2 separate regions of the Mus musculus genome follow, and region 2 is linked to region 1. Evidence: chromatin contacts called from public HiChIP or PLAC-seq data. All regions are on one chromosome and are shown on one strand. The core of a region is the stretch at or near the end of the contact, and the rest is flanking DNA. Distances in the headings are between cores, read along the strand shown.

Evidence for each region. HiChIP or PLAC-seq counts read pairs in DNA pulled down with a chosen protein or histone mark.
Region 2: a contact with region 1 is called in a FOXA1 HiChIP or PLAC-seq map of pancreatic cancer cells. The contact joins two enhancer-like sites. A contact is called at or near these places in 1 of 484 Hi-C or Micro-C datasets (the HL-1 cell line) and 1 of 115 datasets of contacts at active chromatin or transcription factors (pancreatic cancer cells).

Annotation. Positions count from the first base shown.
Region 1 is chr6:127,328,830-127,332,467 of GRCm38.p6, forward strand. No RefSeq gene overlaps it. Among named protein-coding and RNA genes, the nearest start is that of Gm52919, 9.5 kb to the left of the region's middle. Within about 2 kb of position 1,607, at least 227 of the 459 cell types and tissues checked have an H3K27ac peak or open chromatin away from gene starts, as enhancers often do. A contact at or near this core is called in the HL-1 cell line and pancreatic cancer cells, where this site is marked.
Region 2 is chr6:127,972,425-127,976,062 of GRCm38.p6, forward strand. All of the region lies in intron 1 of Tspan9 (tetraspanin 9), which reads right to left. Among named protein-coding and RNA genes, the nearest start is that of Gm15870, 29 kb to the left of the region's middle. Within about 2 kb of position 1,772, at least 47 of the 459 cell types and tissues checked have an H3K27ac peak or open chromatin away from gene starts, as enhancers often do. A contact at or near this core is called in the HL-1 cell line and pancreatic cancer cells, where this site is marked.

The DNA of each region.
Region 1 (3,638 bases), core at 357-2,856:
GGGGTGGTAAAGGCACTGGCTACCTAGTCTGATGACCTGAGTTCCAGTTCCAGAAATCACAGGATGGAAAGAGAGAAAGTTGTCTTCTGGCTGCCATAAGCAGCATCTCAAATAAATAAACAAACAAATAAATATTGTAACAAGCAAACAAACAAAAACTTCAACATAAATAACTGCCTAAAGAGCCCCGGTGTTCAGCAGTTCTAAAGTAATGGTGTATATATTTAATCATGGAGATCAGGGCTTGGGGAGGTCAGGGGATGTTAGGAAGGCAATGGGATTAACACATCTTTACAGCTAGGGAAGAGGAGACCAAGGCAGGCTAGTGACCTGCCCATGGTCACAGCCGATGAGCAGCAGAGAACAGAGCTTTTTATGGCAAACCACGCTGGTAACACAGAGAAGCACCCTGTGCTCCCATGAAATGCAAGGCTTTAAGGGCTCCACTAAAGCCCCCTAAAGCAGGCAAAGCACTGCCGCCTGCCTTGTCTTCCGAGGGAGGCTTCCCAAGCTAGCAGCCCTGCCCATAACGCTCTGCCACATGCCACATCCACTAATGGTCTCTTCGCAGTATTGTGGCCGTTACCAAGTGCCTAAGCTATTAACTCACCAGCAGCAGGTGCCAAATTGCCTCTTCTTCTGCACAAGATGTTCATTTAAAACCAAATTACACGTAAATCCTCAAGTGCCTGCTTATTTCCTTCAGCCTTTAGCCTTTTTTTTTTTTTTTTTTGGTGGCCCCCACCCCCTTCACACCCGGCTGCTGGATGTCTCTGAGATGACACGTGGCGTCTCTCCGCAGTTGTGTAGTGAGAAACCGGGCTGTGTGAACCCCAAGCTCGTGGGCTTCCCGAGGGGCACAAATAGAACTGGAAGGATGCTTCGGGACGCTTCCACATCAACTTGACCCTCTTCCGTGGAAACTGAGGCCAAGAATGCAAAAAGGGCTTGCCCAAGCAAGCTGGAAAGACCAAACTAGCATAAGTCTTTTGCTTTGCCAAAGAGGAATCTAAGCTTAGAGAGGTGGTAAGTGACCACCCCTATGCTGGATCCAAGCCTGGAATCTGAGAGGGCCAAGAGGCAGCCCTGGGAAGCAAGCCTTCCTGCTGTCTTATGGCGCTGCGTCCCCTGAGGCCTGGGTGCCCCCTGGCCCTTGTGTGCAATGCTGAAGTCGCTATGGGGCACGCGATGGGGGCGGTGGGGGGAAGAGGGCTAGGGTCCTGACCCTGCAGAAATCAGCTTCGAGGAGGGGCCCCACCTCAGAGTTAAAGGGGCCTCTGGTTGGGGACCCCGGACAGGGTCCGAATGCCTTCCCCCATTCAGTAGGATTATCCCTTTTGAATTGTTGGGGGCGGAAAAAAAAAAAAGCTACAGCTAGCGAACCCTGCCTGACAACACCGAAGGAATTTTTCCCAGGGATCAGCCGAAAGCTGACTCACATTTAAAGACTTGCCCAAAGTGGTCATGCCCCTCTGAGCAAATACCACAGGCATGTAAAACCTCGCTCCCCGCGGCCTCCGGCGGCCGCCCATTGGAGCGGCGCGGCGCCTCTTGGGCCACGCTCAGCCAATCGCAGCGCCGCGGCGCCGGGTTGCTAACCCGGCTGCGGGTCGGCGGCAGGCGCGGGCCGGGAGCTGTCACCGCTTGTTTCCTGTCCCGGGGGCGGGCGTGCAGCGGGTGGGAGGCCCAGGCTGTTTGTTTAGGCAGGTAAGGCCTGCTAAGGGAAGCAAAAGATCCAAGGCGGAGCCACCTACCCGGGAGCCCGCCGTAGGGCCTGGGAGAGTGCAGGCTTCAGGCAGGCTAGGGTGCATTCCTGGGCTGCCGCCCCACGCTTCCAGGGGCCCCGGTCTGGGCGACCCCTCTGCTATCAGGATGCTTGCAAGTCCCGCTCCCATTAGTCATTCCGTGACATCACCACCAGAACCCCAGCAGAGGGCAAGCCGGCCAGGGTATCACCCCAAAGAAGTGAAAGGGTTCTGGCCTGGCCACTGCCTGATCCAGGAATCAGCGTGCCATCTTCATTTGAGACAAGGCTGTTCTCTCCTAGCCTTGGCTGGCCAAGAAAGAATTCACCCTACAGCTCAGGGAGGCCTAGAATTTGTGAGGGCTTTTTTTTCTACCCTAGCCTTTAGAGTGGAAGTGCAGGAAAGATTACAGGCATGAGCCCTTTATGCCCGGCACAACCGTAGCTCTTGTCTTCTGTCAACCTAAATACATTTTTTTGTTGTATGGGGTTGTTTTTGAGATAGTGTCTCGTGTGTCCCAGGCTGGCCTTAAATCTACTGAGGATGACCTAAAATGTCTGATCCACCTCCCGGTTGCTGGGATTGTGGGACTATACAGTTAACACTTGGTTTTATGCAGTGCTGTGGATCAAACCCAGGGTCTCCTGCGGGCCAAGCAAGCGTGTCACTGAAGACCTAGAGCTCCCAGTCCTGTTTGCTCATCTCTAAAATGAGATATGTAGGCCAGCCCTCTTCCCAGGCCCTGGCTCAAAGCCTGGTTCTTATCTGGAGTATGCAAGGAACGTTGAGGTTTGATTCCAGTCCCTCTGTTCCGATTTCCCACAGAACCCCCCAAGTGCTTTCTTATTTGGCACATGGCATCTAGCCATTGAGTCAAAACAGAGGGTCCTCTCTTCCCTTCCAGCCTCCCTTCTGTCCAGCTGTGCAGCACAGTTTCATATCCCCTCTGCTTGCCTCTAGCGTTTGCACCACCTGCCCCATCACTTAGACACACCATGTTTCTTCCCTTGTCTGTTTTCCAGGTCTCTGCAGAAATGGTCCATTCTCTCTGTGCCTTAATTTTCTGTAGGTCCCGTTGCTGTCATTTATGTGGCATCCCAAACCACAATTGTAGTTTCTTCTGTTAGACAGGATAGGAACCACTGTTGGTTTGTTTTGTGCACCTCTTTAGTTCCTAGCATGTGATAATTATTAAATTGAAGTTATTTTTAGAAAGAAAAGAAAAAGTCTGAGAAGCAGAGCCTGGTTGTAGAGGTAAAGGGTGCTAGAACCTGGCTCTGCTCCATCGTTTCTGTTAGAAAATTAGATTATTGAATAATGTATCTTGAGGGGAGTCACAAATCAATGCTCAAACATAAGCCTGTCTCATGTGGATAAGGTAGCTTTGTTCTTTCCAGATGGGTAAAAGGTCCATTCATTTATTCGTTCTGCAAGTATGATGGGACATCTAACCTAAGCCAAGCAACCCAAAGGTAAACAAACTTCTGTGGAGAGCAAGGCCCTTCTTGAGAGCCTAGAGATCACTCGCCATCCAGAGCCTCCCTTGAAGCAAGTCGTCCATCTGGATAATTTGTTCTTTTCATGCCCAAACTGAAGCAAGCTTAGCTTGATCTTTGTCTTAGGCTAAAAGATGGATTCCTCAACACACAATGCCGTGTGTGTGTGTGTGTGTGTGTGTGTGTGTGTGTGTGTGTTTGTGTCATAAATCATAGCTAGTTTGGGGCCAGCCTGGGTTACATGAGACCATGTTTCAAAAATCAAAATCAAAAACAAACAAACAAACAAACAAGTATATTGCCAATGTTCCTTTAGATTAGCAACAACCCTTCTAAAGAAGGGTGCTCGGGGCAGTAAGTTCTATACATGACATGAGACTTTTTCTGGGTACCATTC
Region 2 (3,638 bases), core at 522-3,021, 640 kb after region 1:
CGAACTTGATAAGACAAACCCCTAACCTAATGTCTGCACCCAGCCCATCAAGGCTGGGACGTTGGTCTGCCCTGTTCACGATACGTCTTCGTGGTCGAGAATGGCACCCCAGCCTTGTCCATGCACTGCAGCCATCTGGACCTTGTCCTAGGCCTGCAAAAGGAAAGGTGCAGGCTCCCTAGACGACACGAGTCTATCAGCCTGTCTCAGGCTTCTTCGTCTCCAAGGAACTTACCCAGCACATGCCTAGCAGGTAAACGGAGGCCCCCAAAGTAATGTGGACAGGCCAAGCTAGCCCTGCAACCAAACTCCCCTCACTGCTAGCCACATACTAACCGCCCACATCTCATCTTCAGGTTGGCTATACTGACTGACTGGTCAAGTTAACGCATATTTCTGCCCCCAGGTAGGACATCCACACAGGCACCCATTTCTCCAGGGCCACGGCTGCTCCAAATTCACCCATGTCTGGGTACTCTATCCCCATCTAGTCAGACTCCATATCACCTCCACCCACCCAGCCCTTCACAAGGGGAAAGATGGGCCCTCCCAGAGTGGACTGATCCAGGGCGTGGTCATGAGTTCATGCTAGCCCCCTCCCAAGGCTTCTGTCGTAAAAAAAAAAAAAAAAAAAAAAAAAAACAGCTCCTTTTGAGGATCAGACTCGTGCTCTTCCATTGTCCTTCCACCACCGGACCCAGAAAATACTTGGAACACTGAATGTTTCTTCAGCGACTGGTGGGTAGGTGGGTGGGTAGGGGGTTGAGTGGGTGGGCGAGCTCAGGAACGGGGGCACATGCACATCCACATTCCCACTCAAGAAAGAAGCTCCCTCTAAACCCTGGCCTCTCCACTCCTGGAAGCCCCAGTACCCCGTCAGGAACTCCTAACATGGTGTTCCCAGCCTAGCACACAGCCCTGCACACCACTGGCCTTTTCAGCCTCACTACCTCCTATACCTGAAGAGAGCTGCTGCAGACATGGTCTCTGAGTGTAGATTCCAGCAGCAGCGCTACACCATCCCCGGGCCTCTGAAACCCCTCTTGGACAGCAGGAGACATGGGAACACGAGGGCTCCCAGTGCCCAAGACATAATGGCAGTTAATAAATTAGCAGATAAGGCAAAAAAGAGAGACAATCCTGACAATTTTAATTGCACCACCTGACACACTGGCTCCTTTTAAGAGCCCTGCCTGGCCCTGAAAGAGGACAACCTGCTAAGAACTTTGCAGTGGGGAGCAGAGAGGATTCGCTCCACTCACCAGGGTGGGAGAGGGGCTACTACTTTGTATTGCAAGCGGCCCTCTTTCTCTGCAGCTCATTCATTCTCATAGCCATAAAGAGAGGCAGACGGGCTGCTGGCTGGTGAGGAGGGGAGCCGGGGAGCACGTTTCCAACTCCATACCCATGGAAAAGAAAGGACAAAGGCAGAGTCTTCTGCCAAAGTCACCCAGCCAGCAGGAGGATGGTGGCTGCAGAGATTTGCTAGGGCCAGAGGGGAGGCAGCCATGAAGCGCCCCCCTACATCTGATCTGAGCATTTGCCTGCAGTCTGCATTCCAGTTCCCTCCATATAACTCCAGGGAAGGAGTCTATTAACTGTAGATCCCACTTCCCTGTGGCTAACATGCATCAGTCCTCATTTCCGAGAGGCTCACCAGGAACGAGTGTGACAGGCCTTTAAATATTTGAGCATGTGTACTTAGCAACGCTCTCTCCCAAGTCTCCTGGCCTAGGAAAGGGCTTTTACATCCTTCACCTCTGAGTCACCCTCTGCTGCTCATCTGTCTCACAGTGAAAGTCACTCTAGCTGGAGGGAACGGGCACTGCTCCCCTCCCACCCTCGGAGCTGAGCTCTGCACTTCTCGCATGGGCACAGCCCGTTGTAAGCGCCATTGGTTTGACTGGTGGCCTCGGCAGCTTGGCTGCCTGTTGAGTGTGTGCAGAATTTCAAACTGAATAGGACCACTCCTTGGCCATTCTTCACTGGATGTTGTTCTCCTCACAAGCTCCAATTTCTTCACAGCTCCACTCCACAGTCCCCAGCTCAGGGGTGACAGGGAGATCACACCCATATTTCTAAGCCTAATTTTCCTCCAAATAAACATTGCATAAGGCACCTGCAACCTACAACCCAGTTACATTTTGATGATTCCAGCATGGGCTAGTTCTGTACAGACACTAAGAATACTGTGCTTGGTGTGTGTGTGTGTGTGTGCGGTGGCACTCGGGGCTTGCTGTCCTCTTGTCTCTGGGAGGGTCCTGGTGCCTTTGTTGGAGTATGACTCATCTGATGGGACGCTGGGGTCTGGCTTTGGCATATGGAATCAGTGCCTTGCTCTCTACATGGGGTTGGTAGGGTTCAAGGGTGAGCAGATTCAATCTGGATCTGTCCTGGGCTTCACTGAAGGGTGCAGGAAGATGCCGGTCCTAGAGAGCAAAGGGCAAGGACTGTTTGCCACCTACCCTGTGTTGTTCCAACACAGCCCTTAAAGACAGGCTCACTACCCCCAGGAGGAAAGGGCGCCTGCTCAGGGAGGCTCCCCTGATGCACACCCTTCCCAGGCCCATCAGCTTTCTCAGAAGCTAGTGTCTCTCCACCTGTTGAAATGGGCTGTAGTGTCCCATGTGGCACTAAGATGGGTGGGGGTGTCACACCTGCCCCCAAGGGTGCCCGTGCCCCGAAAGCAAAAAGCTTGAGGATCGGCTCCCAGAAGGGCCACAAGATGATGTGTGGCTGGGACGGCAAAGAGCCCCAGATGACACAGAGCACCTGCCAGCCGTGTATAGGGAGAGCGATCACTCAACAGTCCATAAACATTGATTACTACTGCTGCCCCTCCCACACTGGTGCACCCTGGCAGAAGCGCGCTTTCTTCCCAATCAGGCACCTTCTAGGCCAAGAGCTCTGCCTAGCCTGGTAGCCACCGGCTTCAGGTGAGATGGGGCTCGGCAGGTGTCAGGGAGAAGGTATACCAGGGCATACTTGTATGACTCTGTGTTCCCCGGTTTTCACCAATCCAACCAGTTCCCGCTGGTTCTTGGCAGCAAGAGTCAGGGTCTGAGTCCCCAGACTGAAAGCTTCACTCGACAGGCACACAATTGTTCCTCGGATTGTTGTCCCTGCAGCTTGGAATGCACAGGAGATCATGGGCTAACACATACAGGGCAGGCCCAGGAAAAAGCCCCAAGAGGAATGCTGATACCAGGCAAGCACTCCAGCTCTCTGCCTCCTGAACCAGTGCACTGGACTAAAAATGGTCCTTTGGTAGAAGGGAACTCCGTGACCTCTGGAATGCCTACTCCCCACCCTCCCCAGGCTTGTTCGGCAGTTAACAGCATGGTGCCTCAGGCCACCCCAAATCCAGTAACCTACCTGGCCATGGACCTAGTGCTAGGCTAGTGTTTCATGCTGAGGTGGGCCGGGGGGGGGGGGGGGGGGGGGGGAGGAGTCAGTAGCTCTCACCAGTACTCATCTGTACCCTGGGGCCACATATCCCCAAGCTTTTACAGCAGGGAAGAGCTGCGGATGCAGACTGGAACCACAGTCAAGGTGCCATCTCCATTCCAAGGTCACTGCGAAGTGGGCAGCCCTGGGGACTCCAGCACTTGCCAGAGCTTTCTAAACCTAGGGAAAAA